Regions from separate parts of the Capra hircus genome. Here region 2 is linked to region 1. Evidence: chromatin contacts called from public Hi-C data. All regions are on one chromosome and are shown on one strand. Each heading gives the region's core, a stretch centred on a gene start, on an enhancer-like site or on the middle of the called end of the contact. The rest is flanking DNA. Distances are from core to core; before and after follow the strand shown. Region 1 holds the start of FANCE (Fanconi anemia group E protein). Region 2 holds the start of DEF6 (differentially expressed in FDCP 6 homolog).

Evidence for each region. A called contact is a pair of places that touch in the nucleus more often than the background predicts.
Region 2: a contact with region 1 is called in a Hi-C map of blood, with 2.8 times the contacts expected there. The contact joins the promoter of DEF6 here to the promoter of FANCE in region 1. A contact is called at or near these places in 2 of 5 Hi-C or Micro-C datasets (both in blood).

What each region holds. Positions count from the first base shown.
Region 1 is chr23:39,300,094-39,306,076 of ARS1.2, forward strand. FANCE (Fanconi anemia group E protein) reads right to left here and starts at 2,350. Exons shown (of 10, transcript XM_005696467.3): 1 at 1,898-2,350; 2 at 34-658. The coding sequence starts at 2,148.
Region 2 is chr23:39,437,858-39,443,077 of ARS1.2, forward strand. DEF6 (differentially expressed in FDCP 6 homolog) reads right to left here and starts at 3,923. Exons shown (of 11, transcript XM_018038778.1): 1 at 2,201-3,923. The coding sequence starts at 2,296. ZNF76 (zinc finger protein 76) reads right to left here. Exons shown (of 13, transcript XM_018038781.1): 13 at 4,002-4,868. The coding sequence ends at 4,764.

The DNA.
Region 1 (5,983 bases), core at 1,100-3,599:
GATCACTCTAAAGCAGCAGCCTCACCCTAGTACCTGGATAACTTTGGGCAACTCCAAACTCTCAGGTAGGCCCTTAGCATCCTTTAGACTCTGACCAGCCTCACTGGGCTCAGGTCCCATGATAGGCTGGTTTGTAATGGATGATGCACCTCCTCCATCAGCCAGGGATTCCGAAGATTCGTGTTCAGGTCTCTTCCCCTCATGACCTTCTTCTTCCTCTTCTTCCTTTTCCAAACACCGGAGCCTTTTGGGGGCCCTCTCCCCCTCAGGACTGACAGGCTCTTCCTCTGGCTCCTTCCTGCGTTTCCCAGGCTGCTGGGAGTCCTTGTTCTCCTGCCCTTCTCCTTCAGAATCTGGAACTGGGGGCAACTTCAACTTCCTGCCCCCTTGGCCCAGCCGCCTACACAGGCCTTGAAGCTGTCTCTGGCACCTTTCAGACAGTGGGGATGCTCCATCAGTGGAAACACCAGCACTCAGATCCCTTTGCAGAAATTCTCCAAGGGCCCGGAGCCAGGGATCAAGGTCAGGGCTTGGATCCTGCCTCGCAATCTGCAGCACAGGGAGGAGCCTGCTTTCGGGCAGCGATGGCCAAACAGCCATGAGCAGGGACATCAGGTTTGTCCGGCATAATGGGGGCAATCGCAGCAGCAGTGGTTTCCTAGGTGGCAGAGGGAGGGTACCATTAGGAGCATCTCGCTGAAAGGAGCACAGAGCAGGCTAGCTAGAGTTAGAGGCTACATGGCGCTGGACAGAAGTGGGTGGGGAGCGCTGGAAGGCAGCACCTGAGGGTCAGTGTGGATGGAAGTGGAGACAACATGGAAATCACTCAACAAGCGAGCATCTATTCTACACTACACTAGGCCCTGCTCTTTGACATCTCCTATTTCAGCTCAAAAATTGGAACCTACCCTGTAATCCATCACTTCATGGCAAACAGATGGGGAAACAATGGAAACAGTGACAGACTTTATTTTCTTGGGCTCCAAAATCACTGCAGATGGTGATTGCAGCCATGAAATTAAGATACTTGCTCCTTGGAAGAAAAGCTATGACCAACCTAGACAGCATATTAAAAAGCAGAGACATTACTTTGCCAGCAAAAGTCTGTCTAGTCAAAGCTATGGTTTTTCCAGTAGTCATACATGGATGTGAGAGCTGGACTATAAAGAAAGCTGAGGGCAGAAGATTTGATGCTTTTCAACTGTGGTGTTGGAGAAGACTCTTGAGAGTTCCTTGGACTACAGGTAGATCCAACCAGTCCATCCTAAAGGAAATCAGTCCTGAATATTCATTGGAAGGACTGATGCTGAAGCTGAAACTCCAATACTTTGGCCACCTGATGTGAAGAGCTGACTCATTTGAAAAGACTGATGCTGGGAGAGATTGAGGGCAGGAGGAGAAGGGGATGACAGAGGATGAGATGGTTGGATGGCATCACCAACTCAATGGACATGAGTTTGAGTAAACTCTGGGAGTTGGTGATGGACAGGGAGGCCTGGCATGATGCAGACCATGGGGTCGCAAAGAGTTGGACCAACTGTGACTGAACTGAACCCTGTAATAGATCCATACCTGTTTTATGTAAACAAGAAAAAAAAAGTCCTTTCTGAAATTTTATGTAAAAATGATACTCCAGGACGCCGAGTAATGCTTAGTCTGCAGCCCTGTGCTCCCCTCGGCAGTCCCTGCAACTCACAGGGTAACCACCCTTCACGCTTCCGCACCTCTTCACACACAGACACTTGGGCTACGTGAGGCAGGAAAGAAACCTTTTATTTATTTGTGTGTGGGGGTTAAAAACACATCTAGAGCAGCGGGTAGCGCCAGCTCCTGCTTCACACGACCCTAGAGGATGAGGGCACCAACAGGGCCGGAGGAACGCGGGCGGACGACTTACAGCTCCAGGCGACAGTCCGGGCCCTCCACGACGGGCTCCTCCCGGCACAGCGCCTCGAGGACGCCGCCCCAGGCAAACGGCTCCCCGCCGCGGCCGCTCAGTGTCCGCAGCACCCCCAGACCGCGCCGCGCCCCGTCGGGCCCGGCCTGCAGCGCCTGCAGCAGGAGGCGGCCGGGGGCCTCCAGCCGAGCCCAGGGCGCCGCCGGCTCTGCGTCCTCAACCCGAGCGGGCTCAGCCTCCAAGGCCTCCATGCCCGGGATCGGGGAGTCGCGCCGCCCCGCGATCCGGCTTCGGGCCTCAGCTCCGGGGCCTGGGGAAAGGGAGGCTGAGGACAGCGCCGCTCCAGCCAAGTTCCATACTCAGCGCCGGGAGACGCCCGGCTAGGGCGCGGGACTCGGGCGCTCGGCAAAGAAGAGAAGCTGGAGGTGCGGCTAGGGGCGGGGCGCCGGGGAAAGCCGGAAGGGGCGGGACTGGGATAGGCCGGGCCGGAAGCAGGAACCGAGCAGGGGAGGGGGCAAAGGCCGACTGCCGGTCTGCTGATGGGGCGGGGCCAGAGTTGGGGCGGGGCTACGAAGAAATAGGCTTGTGGGCGGGGTCATGCAAGAGATTGGGTGGGACAGGGCTTGATGGAGGAGCGGGTCCTTACCTTCCTTCAGGTAAGCGATGAGGGCGGAGGTACAGAACGGATATCAGGGTTGGTTGTATTCAATACTTCTGGACCCAAGCCTATTTAAACTGACGCCTATGTTGCTTGCAGATCTTGGGCTTTGGCATAGATTTGATCATAAAACACCGTAAGGTCACCTCTTCCACAGGCCATCAGCTGCCATCATTTGAGTTTCAGCCATCTCCAGAAATATTTGATGTATAAGTACACCAGAGAATGGGAGTTTCAGTAAAATCTAATGTTATCTGTTACAGCAAAGAACCTTGCTACTGTAACCTTCCTCTCAAATCAAGAAGTAGCCTTGCTCTGGTTGTTTATAAAGGACCAAGAGAGCCTCCATTTCCCAGTGTTTCAGCTTAGGGAAATCTGGAGGAACCAAATCTTCCCGCGAAGGGAGGGATCACAGCAGAGGATGGAAATAAAGGCAGAGGGGAGAAGACCCCACAGGACCCCCATAAAGCCTCCTTCGGGTGCCAGCTTGTATTTCTGTCTTCCCAGCTTCTGCTGCCATGCATACATCCATTTGATCAATAAGCCTTCTACTGATCACCTAGGGCTAAGGATACAGGGAACAAAATAAAGATGCTTGCCCTTATTGTTGCTGATGCTCAAGGGAGGAAACAGACAACTGAATAAGTAAACAATAGAATGACTGTTTGTGATAGGAGGGAACAGAGATAGAGTGAGGTAGTTTTAAATAGGTGGTCAGGCAAGCTGAACCTAAAGGAGATAAGGAAGTAAGCCAGGTAGAGGTCTATGGGGAGACCATTCTGGGAAGAAGGTTATGGTTAGGCTTTGAGCAGAAGCCTGGCTGGAGCTGAGTGCCCCTGCTGGAGAAAAATAGATGAGATTGGAAAGATAACCAGACCAGATTTTGTGAGGCCGTGAGGTCCCAGAGGGAAACTTGTCTTTTACTCTGAATAGTATGGGAAGCCATAGGCATATTTTGAGCTGGATCTGATTACCATTAGAGTCAGTTTTATAACTTTTTCCAAAATGATTTCAAGGGAGCTATTGGATAGGACTGGAGTTCCCAGGTGACTCAGTGGTAAAGAATCCACCTGCCAAGTGTCAGGCAATATCCACTGGAGGAGGAAATGGCAACCCACTCCAGTATTCGTGCCTGGGAAATCCCATAGACAGAGGAGCCTGGAGAGCTACAATGCATGGGATCACAAAGAGTTGGACACGACTGAAGCGACTGAACAACACTGGAGAGGAGTAAGGAGGATTTCTTAGATAGTGCCTGCTTTGCAAAGCCCAAAATAGTAGGAAAGAAATTTCTTCCAGGAACCTCTCTCTCAGGCTATCAGTTCTAACTTAATAGGAGATGTTTTTGGTCTTCTAATGATGTTGGGGGCAAGGAGTTAAGAGAGGCCCAGATAAGTAGTGGGCAGGGCCAAGAATGCTAAACAACCTTCAATGCCTTGCCCACCCTCAACAAACAAAGCTTTCCTTTGTAGTGGCTCTAGCTCATGCCCTTCAAGGTCTGCATTCTAGCCGATGGGAAGGAGATGAAGGAGAAAAGTTCTTAAAAAGTGTTCTCTAAAAGTGTGGTTCAAGATCCCTGAAGGAATACTCAAGATCCTTTCAGGGGATCCCTGACATCACTCTTCTTTGTAGTACTTATGTTGTTATTTGCCCTTTCTTGTCTCATTCTCTTATGGGTATAAAGTGAAGTTTTGCAAAAGCCAAGTCACAAGTGATACTACACAACAGGTTAAGTGCAGAAGCAACCCCTTGGTTGGGATGGGGGCACGCCTGGGGTATAAGCAGACTCTTCAGACACCAGCAGTGATGCTTTAGGTACATTTTAATGGTTTCCTTCAGAATCCTTTTACAAAAGAACAAAGTTAAAAACCAAGTCCCTGCCGAGACATTGAGAACCCTACCCCCTCGCTACGTCCCCCAGCTGGGTCACTGCTGCAGTCCATGAGGGTAGAGGGCTTGCTACTTTCGTCCCTTACCAAGCCCCCAAAGGGGAAATACCTACCACCTGGCAACCCCTGCCCCTCAGCCCCATCCCCCACACGTTGATCGTGGTTATGGCAGGCAGTGGTAAGAACTATTGGGGTCCAGGAGGAGTTCTGAACCCCAGAAAGTCATGCCCAGGGCACAGTCCATGAAGAGCACTTCCTCTTCTGGCTCGGTGCCCCCTAGGAACACTGGTCTGCCCACCATCTGGGAGTAGAAAAGGAAATAAGAGAAAACCCATCAGCTTCAGTTCTAGTTGTGCCTGGTACCAGAGAATCAAGGCCGACACATAGGTTGGGGAGGTTATCCATAGCACAAAAGTACCACATCCACACAGGCACCATCCATGTCATAGACAGCATATGTAGGTTTTACAATTCACAGACATTTATTATAAAGCATAACTAGCAGCCTTCCCAACCTCCATATCCCCGCTATTACCACCTCACTCACAGAGGCCAGCTGCATACTCTCAGGCCAGAGAGGATCAAAACTCGGGGCCTCATCTGGGAGCTGGGGCAGGTAAATACAGTCAGATTTGAAAGGGCAGCGGCCATTCCCCCGCACGAAGAACCGGCATTGAATCTGGCTATGAGAGGGCAGAAGGAGAGAAGACCATCACCTTCAAGCCCAGTTGCCCCAGGAACAAGGGCCAGCATGTAAGCTTGGGTAGGCTGTACACAGCACAAGGACTCCACATCCATCCTGGCACCTCTGGCATCATCCTAAAGGAAATCAACCCTGAATATTCATTGGAAGGACTCATGCTGAAGCTGAAGCTCCAATACTCCAGCCATCTGATGCGAAGAGCCAACTCATTGGAAAATACCCTGATGCTGGGAAAGATTACAGGCAGGAGGAGAAGCAGGCAACAGAGGATGAGGGGTTGGATGGCATCCTCGACTCAATGGACGTGAGCTTGAGCAAAGCACAGGAGATGGTGAAGGACAGGGAAGACTGGCTTGCTGCAGTCCACGGGGTCGCAAAGAATCAGACACGACTTAGTGACTGGACTGAGCGACTCAACAGCTAGCATCATAGTCAAGTGTAGATGTTAATGACAGTTACTTCCCAGCAGATGGCAGTAAAGTGTCTTAAGTGGTCAGTTCCGTTCAGTTGCTCAGTCGTGTCCGACTCTTTGCAACCCCCTGAATCACAGCACACCAGACCTCCCTGTCCATCACCAACTCCCGGAGTTCACTCAGACTCACGTCCATCGAGTTGGTGATGCCATCCAGCCATCTCATCCTCTGTAGTCCTCCTGCCCCAAATCCCTCCCAGTATCTGGGTCTTTTCCAGTGAGTCAACTCTTCGCATGAGGTGGCCAAAGTATTGGAGCTTCAGCTTCAGCATCAGTCCTTCTAATGAACACCCACGACTGATCTCCTTTAGGATGGACTGGTTGGATCTCCTTGCAGTCCAAGGGACTCTCAAGAGTCTTCTCC
Region 2 (5,220 bases), core at 2,673-5,172, 140 kb after region 1:
CTTTCTGCCAACATGTTGGAGAGAAGTGGGTGACTGTCCCAGCTTGCTCTGGGCTTGTGCAGGTCCCCCGGCCTCTTCCCAAAAGAGGATGCCAAGGCCAGGGACAGTTTTGATGAGCACAGCCTGACCCCAAGGTCTTTTCCCTTCTTACCCAGTCTTTCCGGGGAGGGAGTTGTGCCCTGCTCGTCTCTATCTCTCATCTGCTTCTTCCTCTGTCTTTTGACCACTTCTCTATTGCTCTTCTGCCTTTCCGGCATCCCCACCCCCAGAACTATCACTACTTCCTCCCATCCCAGGCTCTAGTATCATGGGCTGGTGGGAGAACTGCCTTCCTCATCTTTCTCTCCTATGACAGGGGCCCTACAGTTGCTGGTCCACCTGCCGCCGGGCCTGAGACTCCCACTGCTACTTGAGTTCCCAGAATAGACACGTTTTCTGTTGATGGGTTGAAATCTACCACTAATCCTGTGTGACCGCAGAAGCTGCTGGCAGTGGGCTCCTTGTGAGCTGTGATGTGGTACAAAGACAGTGGATGGATGGTTCGATTATGCATCCTCCCCATGCAGTCTTCCTTGTAAATACTCGATGGGTGGGGGTGGGGGAACAGGCATCTGCCCAGGTAGAGGCCAAGACAGACGCTCCAACTAAGAGGCTTACTGCCTGGTGGGCTCAGGAAATCTAAATGCAGTACCTTCCATTTGTGAGGGAAAGAGAGACCCTGGAGGTGTCACAGGGGCCACAGCTAAAGGAGTGGTGGAAAATGGAGACAACAAACTATGGAGGTTGGGATTGTTCCTGGAAGATATTAAAGGGGCAACATGGGAGGCGGATATAGGACATGGAGTTTCTGCAAGGATGGGTTTTGGATGATCTGCTTTTCCTCTGTCTGCCCTGCAGAGCTCACTAGACTACATAACCTGCAATAAGAGGATTTAAGTAAATGTGAGGAAGAATCTGCCTCTTGGGAGATTCTCTCAGATGATCAAAGGTGGTTGTGGACTCTCCTTCCTGGGAGAGCCAAGAATCGTTTACTAGATGCTGACAAGTCTGGCTAAGGGGCCGATTATGGGATAGGACCAGTTTGGGATATCCAAGTTTATCATGTCCAAGTTCAGCAAAGTAGAGGGAGGGGAAACAATGCCTATCATGTCCCATTCGTTTCTCGGGTTTCCAGGCACCTGCTCAGTCATTCAGAATGGAGGTTTCCTTGAGACTATACTCCTCCTTTGCGGGGGGAGGGGAGGGCGGCAGGAGAAGATACAAGAGTCTGTGGCTTAGCCTCATGCCAGGCGCATACCTGGTGCTCAATAATATTTGTCGAGTGAATGAATGAGCCCCTAAGGCAGACCCCAGAGGGCTGAGGCCTCCCTCATCCTGTCCCTGTGTCCCCCGGCTCCAGTGGCCTGGGGCCTTGCTTCTTGCCCACTAACGAGGGTGAAGGCAGCACTAACCCAGGAGTGCAGGACAGAAGCTTTTTGGTCTCCCAGGAATTATCTAGGACCAAGCAATGAACTTCAGGGCAATCACTGATGGGGCTCTTCCTGGACTCAGATTCTACCCCTTCCCTGCTAGAAGTTTCAAGGCCTAAGGTAAGTTTCCCAACCTGGTGGGCATGAGGGGGTTGGTGAATGGCAGTATGTTGGGGTCTTCAGTCCTTGCCCCTTCCCAGTTCTGTCCCGCCTAGGAGGCAGGGTACAGAGTAGATGCTCTCCTGCCAAGGGCGACTGAGCCCTTGGGGCCGTGAGAGGTTCTTAAACCCTCTCTCTCAGCTCCGGGAGGAAGTGACTGACAAGTACTAGCCAACTGTCTCTCTTCAAAGCCAGGAGGAAGCAGCAGGAGGGAGTAAGGTGCATGCCCAAGCTTGACTCCGGGGAGACGTGTGCTCATCACATGGAATCTGGGATGTAGCTTGGCTCGTGGCCCTCAGAACCCCATGATGCCGCCTCTGCTCTCCTGAGAGTTTGGGTCGGGGCTCTGGACCATGGCCCTGCACACACCTCACTGGGGCCTCTGGATGGTGGGCAGCAGCCTCTACCGGGCCGCATCACCCCAGTTACCCAGCACCGGCCCCCCACCCTTCCGGGGCCCCTGGCTAGCTGTGGTGCCCCTGGAGGAGCACAGGGTTCACGCCTAGCTCCCAGGAAGCAGGGGCTGCTGAGGCGCATCTGCCAGCCTCCCCTGTGCCCCAGGTGCCCCTCACCTTGAGCTGGGACTTGGAGACCTTGCCGCTCTTCTCCACGTCCAGCGCGGTGAACGCGTACCAGATGGACTTAAGCAGCTCCTTGCGCAGGGCCATGGCTGAGGCGCCCGCCCGGCCCAGGGGCGGCTCTGACACCAAGATCCGGTTTCAGGAAATGCAAACGGCAGCAGAGACCGCAGCAGGGCCTGCGGCACGGATCAAGAGCTCCACCTGCCTGCTCTCGTGGGCTCCCACGCTGGCAGGACCCAGACTGTTGCTCAGCGGCCCCGCTCCCTGCTTGGGACTGGGGACCAAGCCCTGGGAAGCTATGGCCCCAGCTCTGTTCAACCTAGTTCCCTGGGCCTGAGGCCCTTTGGGAGCCTCCTCAGCCCCGGAGCCTCCTGGGCCCCCAGAGGCAGCTTGCTGAAGGAAAAGCGAGCCCGTCCTGACTTTGGAGCCAGACAGCAAGGGGCAGGTCCTGTCCGATCCCACACTTACCAGGTGGGAGGCTCTGGATGAACAACGTAACCTCTTCAAGCAGCTTCTCATTGGTAAAGCAGGAGAAATGCTCACCTCATAGACTGTAAAGAGGTCCGAGGATGGGTGTAAAGCTGGGTTAGGCTCTGGGTAAAGCATTTCTTTTAAGGCCGTCTAACACTACTGTGGTGGCGGGGCCCTTCCCACCACCACCAATACGAACTTGGAGGAGGAACTGGGCCAGGGTGCCTCTCTAGGTTGGGAGGACTTGGCATGTGATTGGCCGCTTCCTTATCCCCTGGCCTTGGCTCTTAACAAGGCACCCAGAGGACTGTCCCCTCTGGGGCCCAGTGGCTCTGACCCAGAGACTCTGAAGCTCATGGGGTGAGCCCCGTGGTGGGGCCCAGCTTCCAGGGCGCTGGGAGCAGGAGGGTGGGGGCCCAGGACCCTCCACTTCAGTGCTTCTGTCTCTTTAGACTCAGTACCTGTGAGGGCTGGCGCATACTCCTGCCACCAACAGTGGCCTTGGATGTTGAAGGTAACTGAAGCACCCCTACTCGGGGGCATGCCCCAGCATCTGTCCTTCCAAGGAGCAAGTGCAAAGGAGAGTTTGCTAGGCATCTCCTAGGATGCCTGTGTTGGAGAGGGGGGCACATCTGTGACAGCGGAGAAGAGAGGAAAAGAGACACCTCCACCTGCAATGCCTGTGATGCTCCCAAGCAGGAGGGGTCAAAGCCACGCGTTCTCTCCATCACCTGCCTTTCCTGCATTCCACCCTTCCCACCAGGGCTGGTCTGGTCCTACCACATACTTTTCAGGAAACTCCAACTGTGTCTTCGGACTTCCACAGCATGGTCCCAGACACCTAGGTGGGTACCCCCAGAGCTGGGTATCGAAGCTGGCACTTCAGCACCAGGGCAGCAGAGCCATCAGAGATTTTGGGTGCCTTGGCAAGGGTACCCCCAGTCCGTGGGGCTTTGCTCACTTGGAGCAGTGGACTGTGTGCTATGTGTAGAGAAGTGGTTGGGTCTGGAGGGGCTGTGATGACGTATCACAAAGCAAAGTAGAAAAAAACAGAGTTCCTCCACCCTACTCATCTTGAGGCTTGAGATCCAACCAGAGCCTGGAAGCAGTGGTCACACTGGCCTTGTTTGGCTGCCTGGAGCCCACCTGCTCAGCTGCAGGCAGGAAGCCACCGGCCACTCCCTGGGGCTTCTCACATTAGGGCTTCCTTCCCCGGCACTCCTGGGAGGGCAGGCCCTACAGTCCGACACTGAGGCTGCGTGAGGTCTGTGCCCCTGGCACCAGGGCCCAAAGCTGAAAGGAGGGAGGAAAGACCCAGGTGGAAACTTGGAACTTTTATTAAATACTCATTCACCCATTTGCCACCACCATCCAGAGCAGGAAAAGAAATTATCAAAATGGAATTAAAAAAAATAAAACAAATTACACCCAATCCCCAGTATGTACAAGGTCTTTCCTGGCCTCTCTGCCACAGCTGCAGAGAGGCTGGGGAGCAGCTGGGGTGGGCGTGGGGCTGGGCACCTATCTCCAGCCATGGGCCCCTGAGCGACTCTGACTGTGGTGGCAGAAAGTCCCTGCTGCCAAGGGGCCAGACACCTCGACTGGCCTCCGGGGAGGTGTTTATTGCTGGGAGGGGCAGGGCTGGGCCCGCTCTGCCCCTACTGGGCGCAAGAGCTGTCTGATTGCTCCCAGAGTGGGCAATGACCAGTTGGGAGTAGAGGACCAGTCCCAAGAGCAGCCCCAATCGCCACCTGAGAAGGGGGATGGACCAAGGGCAGGATGGGTGTTTTCCAGAGAGGAGAGAGGGTGCTCAGCTGATTCTGGGGGGAGGACACCCCAGTGCAGCCTGCTGATCAAGCTCGTCCTCCTTAGCTCCTGAGGATGATGCACTCCCTGACTCCAGCTGCCTGGCCCTCCTTAGGGGCAGGGCTCCTGTGCCCTTCAAGCCGTTTTCTTGCTGCCTTCTTGCCCCAGAGACCTTTGTGGCCACCTGCATGTCAGCCACGGTCTGGGCCCTTGGAGGCAAGGATGCCTGTGCAGCCCGGCACCTCCTTCAGTGTGGTGTGGGACGCAGCCCTCGGGCTCAGCAGCCGCTCTCCGACTCTGCGGTCTCCAGGGTCGCCGCCCCCTGCTGCATGGCAGCGGTGGCCACGCTGATAGCCTCCTCTAAGGTCTGCTGCGCCTCCAGCTGTGGAGAAGGAAGGAGAGAGTGAGACCCTCCCTCCCAGGGCCCAGTGGTAGGGTATGTGGTCTACTTTCTTGAATGTCCTCCGCCCACCCAGTGTCACACACACCTGAGCACTCGGTAGGGCCCCAGGAAACAGGAAGTTCACTGATAGAACCCTATTAGGCTAGGCATGGTGAGGAGCCATGGAACGGTCCAGGGTCAGACAGAGCAGCTTGCTGATGGAAGGGGAATGGCGGGCTGGAATAATCATCTACTTCAGCCCCGTTATCTTCCAGATGAAGGAACAGAGACACAAAAAATGAAGGGTTGAGACTGCAAGGCAGACTGCCATGAAATTTACCGTGAAGGTCAA